2 separate regions of the Hordeum vulgare genome follow, and region 1 is linked to region 2. Evidence: chromatin contacts called from public Hi-C data. All regions are on one chromosome and are shown on one strand. The core of a region is the stretch at or near the end of the contact, and the rest is flanking DNA. Distances in the headings are between cores, read along the strand shown. Region 1 holds the start of LOC123445433 (probable glycerol-3-phosphate dehydrogenase [NAD(+)] 1, cytosolic). Region 2 has its middle 38 kb from the start of LOC123445432.

Evidence for each region. Hi-C and Micro-C count contacts between places; a contact is called where the count stands out from the background.
Region 1: a contact with region 2 is called in a Hi-C map of leaf, with 6 times the contacts expected there. The contact joins the promoter of LOC123445433 here to the enhancer-like site in region 2. A contact is called at or near these places in 2 of 6 Hi-C or Micro-C datasets (leaf and seedling).

Annotation. Positions count from the first base shown.
Region 1 is chr3H:592,428,904-592,431,603 of MorexV3_pseudomolecules_assembly, forward strand. LOC123445433 (probable glycerol-3-phosphate dehydrogenase [NAD(+)] 1, cytosolic) reads left to right here and starts at 1,438. Exons shown (of 6, transcript XM_045122422.1): 1 at 1,438-1,761; 2 at 1,886-2,700. The coding sequence starts at 2,070.
Region 2 is chr3H:592,375,868-592,378,567 of MorexV3_pseudomolecules_assembly, forward strand. No RefSeq gene overlaps it. Among protein-coding and RNA genes, the nearest start is that of LOC123445432, 38 kb to the left of the region's middle. Within about 2 kb of position 1,259, at least 3 of the 3 cell types and tissues checked have open chromatin away from gene starts, as enhancers often do. A contact at or near this core is called in leaf and seedling, where this site is marked.

The sequences.
Region 1 (2,700 bases), core at 188-2,687, 53 kb after region 2:
TCTAAACTTTGACTCCTGCGCCAAATCCCAGGTTGCGCGCATGTTTCTGACGAACCATGCATCTCTGGTTGTAGGTTTTCTCGGAGTGAACCCTAGCCAGAGCTATCCAGCGGGCGGCCTCCGGTGGGGCATCCTTCTCATCGAAGACGATCTCATCGAGATCCTCTCCACGGAAGCCCAATTCCTTCATCATCCTGTCAACGATCCTCTCCACGGAAGCCCAATTCCTTCATCATCCTGTCAACGTCGCTGATCTTAGCTGATCCCGATGCGTCTCCTAAAGCCATGAGATTCCTAACCCGACGAGGATCGACGGGGTTTTGAGGTGGAACCCTAAGTCCATCGCTACCCCGGCATCCTAGCCCGGTCCCCACGTGGTCCTAAGGCCCCCGGTGGAGCGCATGGCGTAGAAACTACGGTGGTTCGGCGACAGGGAAGATTAAAACCTCATTGGCGGCGCGATCGCATCCGGAGGGAGAAAAACCCTAAGGTGAGGGAAAAGTAGCCAATCTAAATGTGAAATAGTTAGGCCCTGTTTGTTTCATAAGTCATAGGACTTTTTAAGTCCCAACTTATAAGTCATAAGTCCCTACCTGTTTGTTTACAGGGACTTATAAGTCCCGAGTCCCTACCTGTTTGTCCCGAGTCCCTACCTGTTTGTTTACAGGGACTTATAAATCCCGAGTCCCTACCTGTTTGTTTACAGGGACTTATAAGTCCATGTTGCCTGTTGACGTGAGGAGAACTGGGAGAAAAAGGCATCTGCTCCTCCTCATCATCAGCCATGGTGCGGTGACCTGGGACGCGGGGATCGTCATCAGCCATGGCGCAGTGACCTGGGACGCGGGCCGAGGCGGGGACTGCAACGACGCGCAACGGGCCGAGGCGGGGGCGACTGGAAGGAGCGACGCGGGGGCGGTGATTGGGGCGGCTGGAACGGAGTGAGGCGGTGGCGGCTGGAACGGAGCGAGGCACATATTGTAGCGACGCGGAACAAACCGAGGCAGGGCGACTGGAAGGAGCGACGCGGGGGCGGCGATTGGGGCGGCTGGAACGGAGCAATGCAGGGCGGGGAAAGGAGCGAGGCGGCGGCGGTTGGATCGACGAGGGGCGTTGGCGACTGGAGCGACGCGGGGCGGCGACGATTGGACCGAAGCGGGCGACGAGGGGAAAGAGCCAGGCGGAGCGAGGCGGGCTAGATGCGGGCCGCGATAAGTCCCAATAAGTTCCTCTCTGAGAGTCTTTTTTGATAAGTCTCAAATAACTACTATAAGTCCTAATAAGTTCCTTCGGTTTAGGTGGGACTTATAGGGACTTTTTTAAGTCCCAAAAACAATAAGTCTATGGAAACAAACACCCATCTAAATCTGAAAAAAAAATCATGAGACCGGGCCGTCCGTGTGAAGCGGGTTTGGGGCGGCCCGCTGTACGTCTAAGTCGTCGTCTCCCCCGGGCAGGGAAGACCAGACGGACGGAGCACGGGCAGCTCGGGAAGCAGCAGCGGCGACACCGTTGCCTCCCGCCTCCCCCACTCATTAATGGCGGCCACTGCATGGTTGGCCGCGGTACCCATCTCCTCCATCAATGCCGCCACCCACCTCCCCCATCTTCGTACTAAACGCCAGCCAACCCAAGCCAAGCTTCCGTCCATCCGCCCCACCCCACGCCACCTCCACCTCATCAGTTATCCATCCATCCCGCCACCTCACCGCGGCGCCGGCTGCCCCGGCCAGCTCCGCCCCCGGGATACTCGAGCTGGAGGTGGGTGGAGACATAAACGCAGCCGCCCGGCCGGCCTGCTCAACCCGCTTACTTATTCTTGCGCCGGGGTGCAGTGCAGCGCCCGGCTTGCGTTTGATTACTGTTCCACGTTCTGTGCGTGTAGGTGGTGGTGGATGACCAGCTCCTGCAACTTTCTCGGGGGATTGCAGTGTTAGGTTCGAGGTTGGTGGGCGATCCCGCGTCCTTGGGCGTGCGCTTAAGGTGTTCGATTCATTGCCCAGGAGACTAGGAGAGCACACGCACCTTTCAGCCATTTCCGATCTGCTGGGTTGGGTTACAAGGGCGAGATGGTTGGGAGCGTGCACGTGAATGGATCGGCGAACGGCGCCAACGGCACCGAGGAGCGGCTGGACGAGCTGCGCCGGCTGCTCGGCAAGTCCGACGGTGACTTGCTCAAGATCGTCAGCATCGGCGCCGGCGCCTGGGGCAGCGTCTTTGCCGCTCTGCTGCAGGACGCCTACGGCCACTTCAGGGAGAAGGTGCAGATACGGGTGTGGCGCCGGCCGGGGCGGGCGGTGGACCGGTCCACCGCAGAGCATCTGTTCGACGTGATCAACTCCAGGGAGGACGTACTGAGGCGCCTCATCCGCCGGTGCGCCTACCTCAAGTACGTCGAGGCGCGCCTGGGTGACCGGACCTTGTATGCCGATGAGATTTTGAGGGATGGCTTCTGCTTGAACATGGTCGACACACCCCTCTGCCCGTTGAAGGTGGTCACCAACCTGCAGGAAGCTGTCTGGGATGCTGACATTGTGGTGAATGGGCTGCCGTCCACTGAAACAAGGGAGGTGTTTGATGAGCTCAGCAAGTATTGGAAGGAGCGGATCAGCGTTCCGGTGATCATTTCCCTTGCAAAGGGGATAGAAGCCTCCTTGGACCCAATTCCTCGTATCATCACGCCTACGCAAATGATCAGTT
Region 2 (2,700 bases), core at 9-2,508:
TAAGTTCAGTCAATATACCGAGACCATATCGGCATGCAACTTTCGTTAATTTCCTGATATCAAGTAATCATTTTGTTTGCCTGGTAGGATTTGGACGAAGTTCGCCAATTAGGTTCCCGGTCTAAACAAAGAGTTGCGATTTACGCACCCCAAAGTAAGTAGTACTATCTAGTTCCGTGCATCTCTAATTGATTCAAATTTTCATCAATATATCATTACCATGCTTGCTTATCAGTTTGATTGAACTCTACTCTCATAAAGTGTATGTATCAGAAAGAAGGCACTATTTTATGTGAATACTACGTATGCGAGTTCATTCACGACTCGACCTTTGAGCGGGTCTTCTCTGAGAAACAATTGCAAGTACGTAAATAATATTCACAATTGTATTGAGTTTTATTCATATATATGCATGTATTGACCCCCCCCCCTTTATTTAAACTAGATCTCACAGATACGGGATGAACTCCTACCACATGATCGCATACGAGCAATTCAAGAGGAATTGGCGGGATTCTTTCTTGACCACGTCATACCTAAAGACGAAGAATGCCATGTGGATTTGTCATTGGGTCTTAATTAGATGATGTTTTGGATTAATTATAAAAGATGTTATATTGTATATATGTAATAGCGTCGGATAGATATACGAAAACTTGTTCGACCAGGCACGGAGAAAGAGAGGACACGCCTCTCTATTAGCTAGCTAACACAATATGAAACCACTAAATGAACCCTCCAAAACCCCCCAACCCCCCCCCCCCTCCATTCAAAAACAAAACAAAAAACCCAGCTTCGGCCAGATGCTGATGCGTGGATGCCATTTGGGACTAAAGTTCCTCCTGTCTGGGCTCCCCGCAGCGGCCACATGAAGCTCCTTTAGACCCGATTCATAAGCTAACCGGGACTAAAGGTTTGGGCGTTTAGTCCCGACCCTTTACTCCCGGTTCAAGAACCGGGCTAATGGACCTCTGAAACCGAAACAAATGAGCTTTTTTCTACTAGTGTACCAGCAGGCACAAACATACAACACCAAGAATAAAACAGCCACGAATTATTTGGACGGAGATCGGTTCCAAAGACCGAGTCTACACGACGCCAAGCAGCTCTCGTAACTGGGCAATAGAAGAAAAGATCCTCAGAAGTTTCCCTTTCGTTGCACACAACCTGAGCATATTTCCCTGTTCGGGCCGGGCTTGAAGAAGCCCAGACACCTAGACTACAAAGCCCGACTCTGATTCGAAGTCCAGAATGTCCCTTTTCTCAAGCCTTAGTTGGACTGAATACAAGCCCAAAAGCCCGGCCCAAACAGTGTTTAGATCGTGCACGTGTAAGACTGCCTTGAAGCCCAACGGCCCAACCAAAAGTGCTGAAAAAGTGAAGCCCAAACTGAATGCACTTTTCGACTGCAAAACAACGCCTTAGCCCCCCAAACGGCAATCCTGACCCAGCACGGGCAGGTATTTTTGGACCAGGCTCAGACCGGGTCGTCGGGACGGGCCGCCCATGATGAGGTTTCACTTGCACTTGCCTAGAAAGTGTTAAAATCACTTGTGTGCTCAATGCGTCATTTGAGAATTTCCCAGAACTGTTTTTCAATTTGAAATTTATTATTGTCATGAACGATGTATGCAAGTTTATTTATGTCTGTTTTTCCTTATTTTTCTATATTGCAACGAGTCACACTAAGCCATTAACACTGTAGGCTGATACAATTAATACCACACCAGCCTTTACTTCTTATATGAATAGTCTTGTCTTCTTATATATACCGCTTCGTCTTTGATACAAACAGATCCATCATCTCATGCATTCTTCTTTGACAAGTTGGCAACGCTTCAATTTGGACAGAAAAACTCCACCGTCCCACTCCTTTTAACATGGTAGTAGTACTGTCTTATCTCGCAAAAAAATAGTACTCACTTATTTCAACAAATAGGTGGTAGTCACCTCAACAGATCAAAGAGAGGAATACAGAAGGTGTTAGGACACACGGGAATAGGAGGCATCATGAATAACAGAGGAACTAGACATTAGAGTGTTGCGTGTGGATGATGAACTAGTTGACCATCTCGAGAGGATGATGCTGGTGCTTTCCTTGTTATGACTTGCCATTTATTTGTATCTGTTTGGCTGGTTCTTTGGGTAGTTGCAAGCTTCCCAAAGGTAGCTAGACTACAGGATTACCAAACTAGTGCCATGAAATGTCAAGGCACATTGCCTTTCTCTAATATTACCTTTTTCTGGAATCAGTTTGAATTTGATCCGTCTCAGTCCGTTTTTATCAGTATCTTTTTTAAGTCCCACATTCAGATCTTATCACTATCTTTTCATGAAATTCTAGGTTCTGATAATCTAGTTTGTCGTAGAATTACCTTCTTTCCTAGAGGGAAGAAGCACCGCTTGTGCCACTATACCATGGAATAGAGCCTTAGCCAGTCTCAATGGGTCGGAGTCCATAGCAAGACACCATTGAACCCACACCAAGAGATGTTCTGGCCCAGTTTTGCAACTCTGTTCTTCTGAAAAAAGTAAAAAAGAAATATCTACGTCACCAACCTCCACTTGTGCATACAATGTTTTCTTTACTTACATCGCGCCAACCCTTCCTTATATGAAGAACATTATCTTCTTATATATACCATTTCATCGGCAATGGGATAAATATATCCCCTACAAAAAAACTAGAACAAATAATAA